2 separate regions of the Zea mays genome follow, and region 2 is linked to region 1. Evidence: chromatin contacts called from public Hi-C data. All regions are on one chromosome and are shown on one strand. Each heading gives the region's core, a stretch centred on a gene start, on an enhancer-like site or on the middle of the called end of the contact. The rest is flanking DNA. Distances are from core to core; before and after follow the strand shown.

The links. A called contact is a pair of places that touch in the nucleus more often than the background predicts.
Region 2: a Hi-C map of tassel shows a contact between it and region 1, with 1.9 times the contacts expected there. The contact joins the enhancer-like site here to the promoter of LOC100282553 in region 1. A contact is called at or near these places in 2 of 25 Hi-C or Micro-C datasets (leaf and tassel).

What each region holds. Positions count from the first base shown.
Region 1 is chr3:207,703,706-207,707,535 of Zm-B73-REFERENCE-NAM-5.0, forward strand. LOC100282553 (RGG repeats nuclear RNA binding protein) reads left to right here and starts at 1,649. Exons shown (of 6, transcript NM_001294266.1): 1 at 1,649-2,211; 2 at 2,485-2,875; 3 at 2,968-3,112; 4 at 3,591-3,749. The coding sequence starts at 2,019.
Region 2 is chr3:207,885,628-207,889,457 of Zm-B73-REFERENCE-NAM-5.0, forward strand. It overlaps the pseudogene LOC103652511. Among protein-coding and RNA genes, the nearest start is that of LOC109945197, 7.2 kb to the left of the region's middle. Within about 2 kb of position 1,859, at least 19 of the 20 cell types and tissues checked have an H3K27ac peak or open chromatin away from gene starts, as enhancers often do. A contact at or near this core is called in leaf and tassel, where this site is marked.

The sequences.
Region 1 (3,830 bases), core at 399-2,898:
GTCAAAAGACCAAAGTTTTTTGTTTGCACATAGTTGTGGTCTTGTCTCCTCCTACATTACAACCGAAATAATGTCTCCAAACATGTGTTAGATTGGATTGATGTAAAATATACAACATAGATATGCCATGACATATAATGAACTGTAATATTATAAATTGTGGTTTTGAGAAACATAGTTCCCAACATAGGTCCGGGTCCTAAACTTAGACAGAAAAGTTAGACAGGTTATGACGTCTTAGGCAGCAAACCAAATGGCCCTTAGTGACTTAGTGACACGAGACTTATCTATCATAACTCTTTTGATACGAGCGGATTGGATCGTTTATCCTATGAAATTGATTTGGTTAAATATAAAGTCATCACAACTAATAAAAAAGTTAGACATGTGCTGGATTTTATGCTATGTCGAGACTATGTGTTGAGCACCAAATTGAGACTACCGGACGGTCCGCGCCTGTGGGCCGGACGGTCTGCGCGTGCGCAGAACAAATTAGGGTTCCACGGTCTGCAAGGAGAAGACCTGGTCGACTACGGCGCTACGCCAGAACACTCAGAAAATTAGGAAAGCAAGATGACAAATTGGTCAGGACTAGTACGACACTCGGCGATACTGGGACTGACAGTCCGATCAAAGCTAAACGGGTCACGTCCGTTGAGTTAACCATCGGGACCAAGACCCTTGCGTACTATCCTAGTAGGTGGCAAGATGCCTAAGAAAACCGATGTGATCGCATCGAGTTAGTTGCTTTTGGTTCGCTCATCTCCACCAAAAGGCACGTGGGCATATGTTGAGCACCAAATTGAGACCGCCGGACGGTCCGACCCTAGGGCCGGATGGTCCGCGGTCCGGACGGTCCGCGCCTGTGGGCCGGATGGTCCACACGTGCGCAGAATAGATTAGAGTTCCGAGTTTTGTGCTACGATTGTTAGCTACATCCGCGGAATTAGTTCGGGAGATTAGTTTGTAAAGGGTCCAACCCCCTCCTCTATAAATACAGAGGTATACGACCGATTTGTAACCATCAATCGAATCAATAACATTTTTATCTCGCATTTATTTCCTGTACAATTAGGAGTAGTTCTAGTCTAGTTCTAGTTTAGCCTCTCAATCCCCAAATTCTCCGCTTCTCTTCGACTCTACGTCGATTAGAAGAGTCTAAGTCGGTCTGCCCGAGCCTAGACATCACCTAGGATCTCTCCTCCCCGACGGGGTCCCTCCCGGGAGCGAGATCCAGGCGCCGCCAGCGACCTTCGCCGCCCCCTGCGCACGCGCGGACCGTCCGGGCGTCAGACAGGAAACCCTAGCCCTGCGTCAGGCCGCAGACCGTCCGCCCTTGTGCAGAGAGCACGCCAAGGTTCGTATTGAGTGATTGACGCCGAAAAAAATGTCAACACTAAGCTCAATAGTCTTGAGCAAAAATGTGTTGGTAAATTTAGCGAAGCCAAACCATACACTTTTCTTCTAAAAAAGCCCACACATCTTTCTATCAGAAGTTCATCCGTTCGATTTGCAGTTAACGGCTCAGATGAAAAAAAATTCCCAAACCCACGAGCATCTCAACTCAGATGAAAAAAAATTCCCAAACCGTAAATCCTATAAATTCCATTCCACATATACCCCTTCGATCCACGGGGCTATGGCAATTGCCTCTCAAGCTCAAGGGCTCAAGGCCATTAGCGTAATTACAAAATTGTAATTAATTCTCAATCTCAAGGTTAGTAACGTAATTCTAGAGCTTCCGAGCAGAAAAGGTACGGAGTCGGAAGGATATGATCGCTTAGGAGTGCGGCTAGGGTTTTTTCTTGTCACACCTTCCCTCGGTCCCTTCCATCTTCTAGCCGCCGCCGCCGCCGCCGCTGCCCAAAACCCTACCTACCCTCTTCTTCCCCCTCACTCTCCTTTCATCTCCATTCTAATGGCGGCCCAACCCGTCCGGCGAAGCTGCTAGTGCTTGTATCTACTATCTTCATCAGGTACTTCGCCATCCTACTGAAGTATTCCCCGCCGCCGCTGCCATGGCCACCCTCAACCCTTTCGAACTCCTCGGCGCCGACGACAACGACGACCCGACGCAGCTGATTGCGGCGGCGGCGGCTGCTGCTCAGAAAGCCGAGGCGAAGAAGTCCGCCGTGGCGCCTGCTGGGAAGGCTGCCCAGCCTGCGGCGACCACCAAGTTCCCGACCAAGCCCGCTCCTCCCTCGCAGACGGGTGAGTTGTGATTGTTTACTGCGCTAGATCTGGCTCTCCGGGCACTTGTGCCCCTCGCAGATTTCGAAATGCTGCTTTTGAGCATATTTCTGAATTTTTTTATCCATCCCGCATCATGCTAGTTGTAAACTTTGATGACGAGTTTTCCGCTGCTGCAAAGTGGATTTTACCTTTCTTCAGGCCTGAGTTCATATCAAATGGTTTTTTATTGCCTCCATTTCCTGAAAGCACGAATATTCATTTGGACCCATTGTATTATACATTTTTTTTCAGTTCGGGATGCACGCGGCGGTGGCTCATCAGCTCGTGGAGGCTTTGGCCGTGGTGAACGTGGCCGTGGCAGAGGTGGACGGGGATATGGCCAGAACCGTGGCTTCAGTGGTGACAATGGCAATGAGTTCCAGGGAGGTTATGGTGGCGGAGGCTATGGGGATGGTGCTGTAACTGGTGGATCTGAAGGAGAAAGGGAGAGAGAGACTCGTCCCCCGTACCGTGGCGGAGGCAGACGTGGTGGTTACAGGAATGTTGAGTTTGCTGATGACTCTGAGAGGCCACCACGGAGAAACTATGAGCGCCACAGCGGGACTGGCCATGGCTATGAGATGAAGCGTGATGGCGCAGGGCGTGGGAACTGGGGCACTGCCACTGATGAACTTATTGCCCAGTAAGGAGACTAGTATATTGTTTTTAGCATAGTATTTCTGTGACTATGCCTCTGGAAGGTTTAATTGTACTAATGAAGCCCTCTGTGACTAGGGATGCAGAGGACTCTCCGAAGATGGAGGAGGCTGCTCCTGTTGCTGAGAAACAAGGTGAGCAGAATGATGCCCCAGCAGCAGATGAGAACAAAGATAACAAGGATGCTACTGCAAATGAGGAGGAAGAAAAGGAAGAGGACAAGGTGACAACTTATTTGGTTTTATCCACTTTTAAGTCCATTTAATGTTTAAGTGACATTGTTTGCCCAATTATGATGTGCTGTGTCTTCTGTGATATGACTGTGGTATATGCGTGATCTTAGACTGTAAGACAGTGGGGTTGCGATCATGTGATGTTTGTCTGATGACTGGTTTGGAGTCTGAGATTAGAAATTGCTTAGGGTAGAACCATTCAATTTTGAATTCCGTAACCTATTTTATTTAGTTCCTAGTACAATGACAAGTAACTTGGTCTTTTTTGTGTAATGTCTTTGGGGAAGCCAATTTTAATTTTGTTATTACCGTTTGTTAAGAACAGTAATGAGGTATCCTGTCCAGGGAGAAAATCACTATGTACCACCTTCAACTGTTTTCTGAATAAGCTAAAGCCTAAGCCTATTTCCTGGCCCTTGTAATGATATTGGTGCAGATCGATCTACTTCCTAATATTCAGCTATGCAGGAGATGACTCTGGAGGAATTTGAGAAAATAAGAGAGGAGAAGAGGAAAGCACTACTTGCATTGAAGGCTGAGGAGAGGAAAGTTGAAGTTGACAAGGATTTGCAGTCTCTGCAGCCACTTTCAAACAAGAAAGAAAATGATGAAGTTTTCATTAAGCTGGTTAGTTTCCCTGTAATTAATGCTTTGATACCTTAAGTTTGCTGAGCTTTGCACGGGTTCTTCGATGTTCTTTTGTTCTCT
Region 2 (3,830 bases), core at 609-3,108, 180 kb after region 1:
TATTTTTTCATAACATGTTGTCACCGTAACAACGTACGGGCATACAGCTAGTATATATATATATATATATATTACATTACAGGTGTACGTACATCGTTTGGTGCTGTCCCTGCCTGTGGACCCTTGGGACGGCCAGTCAGATCACTGTTCGCACCGCGACCGCCGTGCCTGCTCTACTACATGCATGCATGCTCTTGTACGTACTGTGCCGCGAGCGACCTGCGGCCAGCCGTGTCCGCTGGACGCACGCGGATCGGGTCAGATGGGTGGTCAGGCCAGTACGTGAGGTGACCGGACGGAATAGACGACGATGGGTACGTACGTACGTACGTATGCCGCTGGGCTGCGCGACTGCTAACGCTACTACTATACGCGATGATGCCCTTCTTGTCCGGCCCATGGATTTATCAGGTGGATGGATGGATGCCCCTTGCGAGCTGCGACGAGCGCGAGTGGGCAACGGCGCCGTCAAGCGCATGCATCCCCCCTCTCCCCCGCGGTTGTATGAGACTTGGAGGAAGGCGCGGCATGATGGAGATGCAAATGGGGTCGTTTGTCTTGTTTGCCTGTTCGCCGAGGAACCGTGGTGGACTCCGTGATTGAGCTGTGTCTCTCTGTGTGTGTGCATGCGCATACTGCACGGGGTCGATATGATGCGCATGCATATATATGCACGACAGAGATGGCAGACGAACTCATCACGCTGGTGGTGGTCTGATAGATACATGGACGCAGACTCCCCGCCTCCCGTACGTCCCGTTCCCAATCAATCAGGATTCAGGACAAGATAGCCGATGGCGCTGGGTCATTGGATGCCATGCCATCCGATGCCTAAAAGCGGCAGTACTGTGCTGGATCGATCAGGGTCACATCTCATGACTGACTGCGTTCCCTCCTCCTGACTGTGGAGACATATACGAGCAGACGACGGTAGAGATAGCGCTATCACCACTATTGCGCAGCGCGCGGTTGACGATGCAGCAGGATTACAACATTCTCACGTATCAGCAGCACCATCATCAGATTCACTCGTACTAGTCACATTGGTTGTTGATCAACACGCCGCTACAAGAACAATGTCTCTACGTGTTATCCACACGTACGTGTAGAGATAAAAAAAACACCGTGCACATAGAGAGAGAGAGAGAGAGAAACAGCGACCTGCAGCCCTAGGAAGAGAGGCAGCCGCTAGGATGAGTCTCACTACTATAGTACACGTGCGTGTTTGGTTTGTCTTTTGGCTTTGACTTTTATCCCCTAAAAGCCAAATCAAAGGGCTGGATCTAGTAAGCAGTTTTTTCTAAAAGCCGACTTTCTTATAGTGCAAAACTGAAAGCACCTATAGACCCGCTTTTAGCGGCTTTTAGATGGAACTGTGAAAATATATATGGAAAAACTTTTAGCGACTTTTAGTGGTTTCCACCAAACACTTTTTAGCTTTTTAACAGCTCACAGCCCACAACAGCTTTTCTCACAGCTCACAGCCCACAACAGCTTTTTTCACAGCCACAGCCCAATCAAACAGACTCTAACTCCATTTACATAGTTCTCGTGTACATGAGCTTTTGCAATAAGGGCCCATTAGACAACAGAAAATAACACGAAAACTTTCATGGGCCAAAATAGTTTCCGCGTGCTGATCACAAGGACTATAGCAATAAATATACATTCAGCATTCGGTTCTTAACCCGTGCTGATCACAGCAAACCTGTACGCCCAGCGTTTGGCCATCCCGGCGCGCGCCACACATTCCAATCCCACCACCACGTTACAGCAGCAGCATGGTGGCAGGCAGGTGACTGCAGTGCACCAGCATCATCTGCAGTGCTAGGTCAGCTGCCTGTGGTCACGAAGAGCAGTGCACTGCATACACCGAATGGAGCCTAGGTAGGTAGCTCCTGTAGGACAGAGTGAGGAGGCTAGCACCACCGACGACGGACAAGAAAAAAAAAAAACAGAACAAAACTACTGCCCCTCCCTACTAAATGCAATCTGACTGAACAACTCACATGTCGCGCGCATACCCTTGCTTGCTTTCCCATGCAACAGCCCAGTCAGGTAACGCCTGGACCTGGACTGGGCGTTAGAAACCGGCCCGTCCACGCCGTCACATGACCTGTCTCCATCGGCGACCTCAGATGTCCGCAGACCGCAGGTCGCTCAAGCTGCACTGCATGCGCCCCAGGTCCAGCTGTGTTCGTGCGCTGGCATTGACTTCGATCTGCCAAGTATTGGGGCAAGTAGTATACCAAGGATCTATGAGAACTGAAAAGAAAATACTAGGCAAAAGAATTCTCAAATGACATCCTAACAAGATGATGACAGAGTGTCGTCCAGAATCTGGAAGCCCACCGGTCGGCACAGTCCTGTACACGCGCACGTAATCATCGAGCTACAGCTACCGTATAGCGTGGAAAGAAACGTCTCTTTGGTCGCTGAGACTAATTATAAAGTGAAGTTAAAAATAAGAGTTGTGATAGAAAATGAGATGAGAGAGCTCTTAATAAAAACAGCCCAACGACGCGCCACGTGCGCAAGGGTAGTAGTACTGCGTAGTACTCCGTGATGCCCATCCGTCGCGTACCCGTTCCCATCCATTAGTCCAACGACCCACGGTCGGGCCGAAAGAGATGCGTCGAACGACTCGGCACGCTACGCATCGATGCCCTTCAGACTTTTCTCCACGCAAATAAATACCGAGCACGTGTCGAGACTCCTCGCATGAGGCGGTTGTCCATGTCGACTTTTTACGACGCGCAAGTGCAATTGAAACGGCCACCCGCGTATTCCTTTTCCTGACGTGCAGGTGCAGGTACCAGCCACTAGCTTGAAGAAATGCAGCACTGTACTGTACACCAGCTGGTCACCAGCGCCCTCCTCCGCGAGAAATCGAGGGCAACGAGTATTAAGGGCCTGTTGGTTTAGGGTGATTAAACTTTAATAATGGTTAAACTATAGTTTACTTTTAGTTCCTAAAAATACAAACCGGGTAACTGAAAACCCCAACTAAAGTCTACTCCTCCACTCACCAAGGACTATAGTAGCGTTTTTTTGCTGCATTTGGTATCATGTTTTCCCCCGTGCGCCCTATTAAATAGGGGGTCGTGCGGTCTTGATGCATGGTAAATAATGTTATTTAGTCAGATTTAGTTACTGAAACTAAATAGAGTAATTTAGTGACTAAATTTTAATCAATAAAGTTTAATCAGGTGACTGAAAAAATTAAACAGGGCCTTAATTCGACCGCGCTGTGCCGCTAATAGCAGCATAAGAAGTAGATCTATCCATTGATAATGGTCTTAGGACATATTTGATTCCTTTAGTCCAAAAACTAAAGTTTAGTCTCTATCCGGTTTGATTTCAGGACTACAAATATTCAGAATGTATTAAATGACTCATAACAAGGGCCAAAATATTAATTAGCATTCTCATACCATTAATGCAACTGAAATAAATGAAGATCAAAAGTTGGAATTAATATAATTTAGTCTCTTTTAGTTAACCATTAAGGTACTAGAGACCAAAGCAGTTTAGTCCTTGTTTTATTCCACGGTTCAATAATTTAGAAAATACATAAGACTAAAATGGAGAGACTTTAATCCTTCAAACTAAATAGAGCCTTAGATGTCGTGTAATGTGCATGATGCAGCAGCAGCACTAGGATATGGTTTCGCAGCTTCGCCATAGTTCTGGTTGGGCAGCGCGACAGTTAGTGCAATTTAGCTCCGGCGCTAAATTAAGGGGCTGTTTAGTTTCTAGTACTATTTTTTAATTTCTTTATTCTGTTTTAGTTTTTAAATTGCTAAATATAAAAATTAAAATAACGTTTT